Regions from separate parts of the Mus musculus genome. Here region 2 is linked to region 1. A link is a contact called in public HiChIP or PLAC-seq data. All regions are on one chromosome and are shown on one strand. Each heading gives the region's core, a stretch centred on a gene start, on an enhancer-like site or on the middle of the called end of the contact. The rest is flanking DNA. Distances are from core to core; before and after follow the strand shown.

Evidence for each region. HiChIP or PLAC-seq counts read pairs in DNA pulled down with a chosen protein or histone mark.
Region 2: an H3K4me3 HiChIP or PLAC-seq map of embryonic forebrain shows a contact between it and region 1, with 4 times the contacts expected there. The contact joins two enhancer-like sites. A contact is called at or near these places in 4 of 115 datasets of contacts at active chromatin or transcription factors (embryonic basal ganglia, embryonic forebrain, embryonic stem cells and 1 more) and 4 of 9 other capture datasets (adipose tissue, embryonic stem cells, liver and 1 more).

The regions. Positions count from the first base shown.
Region 1 is chr10:69,689,521-69,693,554 of GRCm38.p6, forward strand. All of the region lies in intron 1 of Ank3 (ankyrin 3, epithelial), which reads left to right. Among named protein-coding and RNA genes, the nearest start is that of Gm33464, 130 kb to the left of the region's middle. Within about 2 kb of position 1,416, at least 36 of the 459 cell types and tissues checked have an H3K27ac peak or open chromatin away from gene starts, as enhancers often do. A contact at or near this core is called in embryonic forebrain, where this site is marked.
Region 2 is chr10:69,856,467-69,860,381 of GRCm38.p6, forward strand. The region is part of intron 8 of Ank3 (ankyrin 3, epithelial); the gene reads left to right. Among named protein-coding and RNA genes, the nearest start is that of Gm33416, 8.0 kb to the right of the region's middle. Within about 2 kb of position 2,600, at least 57 of the 459 cell types and tissues checked have an H3K27ac peak or open chromatin away from gene starts, as enhancers often do. A contact at or near this core is called in embryonic forebrain, where this site is marked.

The DNA.
Region 1 (4,034 bases), core at 166-2,665:
CCTCTGCAAAGCTGCTTTCCAAACCTCTGTTGTTGTTGTGTTTTAATTTTTGCTGTTGTGGTTTCTTTGTTTGTTTGTTTGTTTTGTGTTGCCGTAGGGTCTCACATGTCCCAGGCTGGTGTCTATCTTGATCTAAGAATCACAGATGACCCTGAGCTGACCGTAGTGCCCACACTTCCCAAATGCTGGGATTACAGGTGTACTCCCCACTACCTGGTTTATGTAGCCTTGTGGATGCTATGTAAGCGTTTCCCAGCTGAGTCAAACCCCCAGCTCCTGCTTCAGTTTCTTCACGGATAAAAAACATTGCCATTTTATTTACCAGAAAAGATCTTAGCCTTACTATGAAACAAAACAAAACACAACACAACAACAACAACAACAAACCCAGCATGCAAGCGCGTTGATACTCTCCACTGTGGACTTAGTCAGGAGTGGCTCCATATCTTCTGGTCAGAGTAGAACCACTGGCTACAAGCGATGAGCCATATTCCGATAAAGCTATTATTTCCTATCTGACTGGCTCAATCTGGAGAGGTTAAGGTTTGGGTCAGGAAGAAAGTTTCACTGACCAAGTCCGGTGTGCAAAAGGATGTCATGGATAGTTAGGGCTCTGGAGAAGGAAAAAAAAAAAAAAAAAGACTTGTGTTTTAAGCAAATAAAAATGAATAAATAAATAAATAGAAACCAAGGTTCTCCTTCTGTAGGAGTAGTGATGTCAGTACACCTCAGCAGGTGGCTTTCCTGCCAGGTCCTCACACTGCACTCTCTGGAGATATCCCCCATTACTGCTGAGGACAGCCTCAGCTGAGGACAGCCCCATAATGAGAGCATCCTGGCAATGCCTGTTTGTTTTCCAAATGCCTTACTCTTGCTAATTAGCTAACGCACCAGTGTTATTAGCCCATCTCAGATGCTTGTCTTTACTGGGAGGATGTGAGTTAGTTATGGGATATACAGAAGCCTGGTGGGGGGTTGGGAAGGTGGCGGGGGTGGGGGTGGGGGTGGCAGTGTTGCACAATACTTCCACGCCATGTTCCAGTATGATATACATTGCCTGTTATTCCCTGGTGGAGCTGAGGGGTTGGCTCTCTCTTTTTAATCTCTGGGTCTCTTGTCACTCAAGTTATACTGGTCACAGGGACAGAAGTCGTCACCATGCAGAACTAATAATGAGTGGTTCTCAAGTCCGCAGCATCGGAGAGGTTGCTTCCAAGGACAGGGAGTGCCTGATTTTATTGCCTCCTACAGATTTATTCCAGAGAATCCAGGGATAAAATGGGAAACATTGTGTGGCTGGGTGTGCTGGGATATAAGTTGCCTGAGCAGATGGCTGTGGGGGTAGGGGCAGGAATAATCAAAAGCCATCGGTTTCCCTCCCTCCGCAATGCAGCAAGAGGTTGACAGGCTAGGGACAGTCTCGGGAGAGCGGCTCGCTCGCGATCCTTTCCTTCACCAGCAATAACCAGGTGACAGAGACAGAGCATGGGTTCCTATAAAAGCAAAGCGATGCGGAAATGCTTTTAAAAGGAGACATACACAGCCCCCCCCACCCCTTTCAGTCTTCAGAGTAATTTGCTAGATCTGGTGTGTCACTTTTCAGCAATATGACCTTTTCAGGCATTTAATCACATCTGAGTCTCAATTCACACACCATAAGACAGGATTTCTAAGACCCACCTTACTGGATTTGGGCACACATTCAATGGATAATTTATGTAAATCCCAGCGCTTAGCAGGTATTCCATATTAATGAGCGAGTGAGCAGATGTGTGAATTACCTAGCCTAGTGCCTGCCACCTAATAGCTGCTCACTAAAGATGTCTTTTGCTTGTGGTGGTGTTCCTTTTGAAGCCACTATGGAAGATCTGAAGATCGGGAATGTCTTTTGCCTTGTAAATGGAAGCTGGGGATTGCCCTTGCAAGCCTACCTGTAGATGCTTAGAGGCTGGGGAGATGGGCACACAACATCCACTCTAGCATCTCAGGGACAGGCAACCCAAAGTATAATATATTTTCAATGCTCACACAATTGTTTGCCACAAGCATTTATCACCTGATATCCACTGGGTCCTAGGATACAGAATCTGCAGATAAGCCTGTGTTTGTTTATCTCCTCCCCCTCCTCCTGCTCCTCCCCTCTTCCTCCTCCTCCTTCTCCTCCTCCTACTCCTCCTTCTCCTCCTTCTCTTCCTCCTACTCCTCCTTCTCTTCCTCCTTCTTCTCCTCCTCCTGCTTCTCCTTCTTCTCCTCCTCCTTCATAACATTTACATAGAGTGGAATGAATGGAATTTAAATGTACTATTTGGAGCAAGGAAGATGTCAAAGCTGGTTGAACATTTGCCTTCCAAGTGTGATACCCTGATGTTGATCCTCAGGACCCAGGTAGAGATGCTGGATGCATTTGCAGTCCTAATACTAGGAAAGTGAAGACAGATTCTTTTTGTTTGTTTATTTTGGTTGGTTGTTTTTTTGTTGTTTTTTTGTTTTGTTTTGTTTTGTTTTGTTTTGTTTTGTTTTGTTTTGTTTTTGAGACAGGGTTTCTCTGTATAGCCCTGGCTGTCCTGGAACTAACTTTGTAGACCAGGCTGGCCTCGAACTGAACTCAGAAATCCACCTGCCTCTGCCTCCCAAGTGCTGGGATTAAAGGCGTGCACCACCACTGCCTGGTGAGAGATTCTTGCTAGCCAGCCAGTGCAGCCTAATTGGTGGCTCTGAGCCAATGAGAGACCCTATCTTAAAAGAATCAGACAGTATTCTTGAGGGTGGCATCTAGGTAGTCCTCAGGCCCCCCAAATCCCTTTGGTTTATCTGTTTGTCTGCTAACAGATATCTAGGCTGTTTCAAGATTTGTTGTTACATAAAACTGGCATGAACACTCTTCTACAAGACTCTCTTGGACATAAGTTTCTTATATCTTCTGACAGCATCTAAGGATGAAGTTGCTCAGTTACAAGAGAAGGGCTTACTTTTTAAGTTAAAAACCCCCTGTGCTTTTCCCAAAGCCATTGTCCAGCCATACACTCACCAGTAACAATGTGTTAGGTTGTGGCTGCTTTCACATCCTTGCCAGAATTTGGTATTTTCAGTCTACAAGATTTTGTTTTTAATTGTGTGTCTGTGTGTTAGCATAGTGGGCTTGAGTCCAGGTGCCCTCAGAGGCCAAAGGCATCAAATTCTCTAGAACTAGAGTTACAGGCAGTTGTGAGCCATTCAGCCTGGGTTTAAAGAACCAAAACCAGGTCCTCTGGAAGCACACTGGGAAATCTTGGTTCTGAGCTATCTCTCCATTCCTCTGTCTTCTCGTTCTTAGTCTTTCTGGTAGATGGTGGTATTCTATCCAACACATGGCTTGCAATTCTCCCTTCTCCCTAATAATGGGGAGCAAAGTTGCATGCAACAACAGACTGTGAATATCCAAGATGGTGACTTTGCCTCTGAAATGCTAGGATGTAACTCTCAGAGACGTGGGCAAGTGTCGCCTCTGTGCTCCCTGGACAAGTGTCCTGTCCTCCCAGGACCCACAATGAACAGAACTCCTTATCCTGTAAATTTTGCTTATCAGACTCATTTGCAACTTATAGACACTGATCATTTGCTTGGTAAAGCTTTGAAAACATTCTCCCACAGTTGAGGCCTGTACCCTACTCATTTCATCTCTTATTAATTACAGTTACCTGTAAGATATAAATTATTATCATTTGGATGTAATATATCAATTGATTGACTGAAGCTAATTATCACATCCCCAGCTACAGATGTTTAATACTTACTGTGAACATGTTCAGATCTAGTCTCTCTTAGCATGTTCTCTTCATTCGCGTTTGTTCATTTTGTGTTTGTGTGCCTTATATATGTGGACACGTGTTCCTGGGTGTGTGCACAGATGCACACATGCAAGTTGAGGCCAGAAGCTAGTGTCAAACATCTTCATTTATCACTCTGAAACTTAGTTTTAGGCATGGGAGTCCCTTACTGACCCTAGAGATCACCTTTTCAGTGAGATAGGTAGCCAGTGAACACCCTGGATCTTG
Region 2 (3,915 bases), core at 1,350-3,849, 170 kb after region 1:
ACATTATACAAAATGGACTGATGGCTTTCATTTTCTGTCACAACTATTGGGAACCTAGTCCAGGGTGGTTTTGCACACCTCTAATCTCAGCACTTGGGAAGGAGAGGCAGGAGGATCAAGAGTTCAAGGTCAGACTGGACTATATGAGACACACACACCCCAATCTCAAAAAAAAAAAACAAGCAACAGCAACAAAACCCCAAATATTGATAGGAGCTGGAGAGGCGACTCAGTGGTGAGGAATGCATACTATCTTCCCAAGAACTCTGGTTCAGTTCCCAGCACCAGCATGGCAGCTCACGACCACCTGTAACTCCAGTTCCAAAGGACCCAACACCTTCTCTAGTCCACGTGGGCACTAGCCCATACACATTACATATATGAGTATACAGGCAAAACAATCATCCACATAAAATAAAAATAACTCTCAACACGTAGTGAACCTTGAGAGAATTTGCTTACATTCAGAGAGGTAAAGATGAAACACCCCAGGCTTCCCCTTTGAAGGAATGAATACGTTCTACAGCCTCAGAAAACGACAGGGGGCTCTTTTTCTTTGTCCTGACACTTGGATGGCATGCTGGAAAGACAGTTTACCTTGCTCAGGAGGAGTGCAATGGCATGCATAGGTACTGCATGCCTGGTTCTGTAGAAGAGTCTAACTAGCAAGCTCAAGACAGTCCCTGCTTTCAATACTTGCCATTCCATCACAGGTGCAGGCACCCTCCTGAATCTCCTGTTTCCCCCTAGTGTGCTTTGGTGACACTGACGTCCAACTTCTCTGAAGTAACTCAAACCAGCTAGACACCGAAGTAGCCCACAGCGATCCACTGTCAGCATCCTGATGATGCCCCTTTCTTTAAAAAAAAAAAGTTAAACAATAAATAACTCACTGTTGGATTCTATTCTGAGCCCTGATGTGAGTTTTTAAACCTAATAACATCCTCTTGAGATGTATTTGTGCATACCAAGTGTCTAATTCCAGAAAATGTATAATCACATCTCACGTTCACACTTAACAAATCGGTTTGTTGGGAGATTTATAACACATGAAAATTGTGTCATATTTACAACCCCCAAATCAAACCAAATAGAATGAATGGAATTATATTACAGAATTCTCATGTTATTCATAAAGTTAAGTATGATATTACTTCAACACATAACATTCATAAGATTGACATTGATATATAACCAATGATAGTTGGGTTATGATCATGTAGGGTATATATTATAGTCTTCAGACAGTCACAACCATCAAGAGCTTTAGCTAAAAAATCAGATGAGGAGACTGGAGAAAGAGAAAGAATACAGGTAGATGATAGGTAAATAATGAATGAATGGATGTATTGATGAGCATTCTTTTAGCTTAACCTTCTAAACAACACTCAATCTGAAGCAAAACAAGAGACACAAAACCCACTAAACCAGGATAGAAACATCAAATAATATAAGGTTGTATTCTCTCCAAAAACTGCAGTTTATGAGTAGAGAAAGGCCAGAGGGTTTCACATTCTTTTCCTTCACCTTTTATATATATATATATATATATATATATATATATATATATATATATATATATATATATGTGTGTGTGTGTATATATATATATATTCTTTTAGGTTTGCATATGCGTGCATGTAGGTACACGGGCTATAGTGTGGGGGCGGGGGGGAGGGTCAGGTGACAGGTTGCGCCTTTACATGCTGAGTCATCTCACCAGTTCCTATTTTCATTTTAATTGCATGAACAGCGCCTGAACAGTGGCACAATCAGGAAGAGAAGGAAGAGAGTCTACGTCCATATATAATGTCAGAAATGAAGTCTTGATTGGAAAAGAGTACTGGATGTGTGTATGGATTAGTATTTGTCGTAGTAGATGAAGCCCAGTGTTTCAGAGACAAGTCTACACGTGAACTCTCATTGCGACCCTTGGCTTCCTGTGCGACCTTGGATAGTTGCATCAACCCCCCAGAGCAGTTTTCTGATCTATAAATAGAGCCCCTAAGACCTCTCCCATGGAACAGTGGTCCAAATAAAATAAGACCCCAAGTATAAAGCTCATGTAACAGAGGACATTAAAAACGGCTCCATTTTCTCTTGGGTTAACTCTACAACTGCCTATGATTTAAAGCAAGGGCCAGTCAAGGTTTGAGTGGGTGGAAATGCCAACATAAAGAATGAGCTTTTCTGTTTTCTGTTAAACTCTAATCACTGTTCGTTGGTGTGTCTTGACTGCCGTACCAGCCCTTCTTGGGTGCATTGTTGCTTGTTTCTTTTCTGTTCTCCACTGTTTGAATATAACCATCTACTTTACATTCAGAGCATCCCCGAGTTTCCCCGGCTTTACCTCCTTCTCCATCTCTAGAATGGGGAGGGGGGATGCTTAGGAAAGAAAGAGGTGAGCGGAGTGGACACAAACCAAAATCAGCACATTACTTCTGGAAATTCCTCTCCCAACCATGAATGCATATCCCTCTAGTCTTGGCTTTGTGCAGTGTCCAGATGGTAAGGGTCTGTTCTAGATAACATTCTCTGGTGTGACACCCTACTGTCCCTAGCTTTCTGGTCCAAGTCCTGCTCTGTACTGTGCACAAAGGTCAGACTGAAGGAAGGTCTTTTGGGTCTCTGTGTACATAAGGCTTGGCTCTTTGCATAACAGGAGAGAGCATTCTTTCCAGCCAGCAGCACGAAGCTCCCCCCCTCACTTACAAGATTACTGTCACCAAAATGAAATAGAAGCCCAGGGCCAGCCTGTATGGGCAATTCAAAAGTCTGCCCAAGGGAAACCCATTCATTACATTAATGCTTTAAAAAAAAAAAATCTAGGGGATTGGAAAGAAAATTGCCAACCCTTCGCAATTCCATTTCCTGCCATAATGTCACCATGGCAACTCAGCTTCCCACTCGATCCTGTCTAGTCTGTTATATATGTGTGGTATGGAAGTGGGCTCCCTCACCTCCCCCAAAGTTGCCTGTGCCAAGAATCTGTCAGATGGGCGTTAATGTTACATGAGGTTGGAGAACAGCATTTTTTTTTTCTTTTTGGTCCAGGACTCCTTCCTTGTAATTGACACTTTACATACATACATTGCAAGTTTGCAGGGGTTGGTTTAAAAAAAAAAAAAAAGAATTCTTGTAACAAACAAACAAACAGGATCCAGCAACATTTGTGTAATTTGAAAGTGAGGAATATGCAAGTGTTTTGTTGGCAAGCACGTTATCCATAAAAGCTCTTTTATAAGCTTGCAGTATCCGGGTTTACAAGAAAGGAAAATCTTATTAGAGCAAATTCTGAGAGTTAGCTGATTGAGTCATGCTTTCCAATCTAATTGACCAACAACTTCCTCCAGTGAGAATTTCAGAGGGTTGGGATTTGGGGTGGGTTTTTTTTTGTTGTTGTTGTTTTTGTTTTGATTTTTTTGTTTTGTTTTGTAGTTGTTTTTAAAGGATGAGATATTTCAATAGTGTTTCAGCATTTAATAAAATGAATCCAAAGCAAAAGACGAAGCAAGACCTGTGAGATGACTCAGCAGGGAGAGCAGCTTGCAGCCAAGCCTGGCGACCTACATTTGGTCCCCAGGACCCACACGGTAGAAGGAGAGAGCCAGCTCCTGAAGTTGTCCTCTGACCTCCGCACATGCATTCCATGACACAAACACGCACACACAAACGAAGGAGGGCAGAGCGGAAACATCCTTTTTCAATCATGATCATCCAACTAGGAAATACTTGCATAATGATTAGTGTGAACTCAGGTGATGTGGCTCAGTTAGTAGAATCTTGCCTGGTATTTATAAAAGCCCTGAGTTAGATCCCAGCATCACACAGAAGGGATGTGTTGTCATGATAATCTCAGTACAGGAGGGTTAGAAGTTCAAGGTCATTCTTCCACCCTCATAGCAGGTTAGAGGT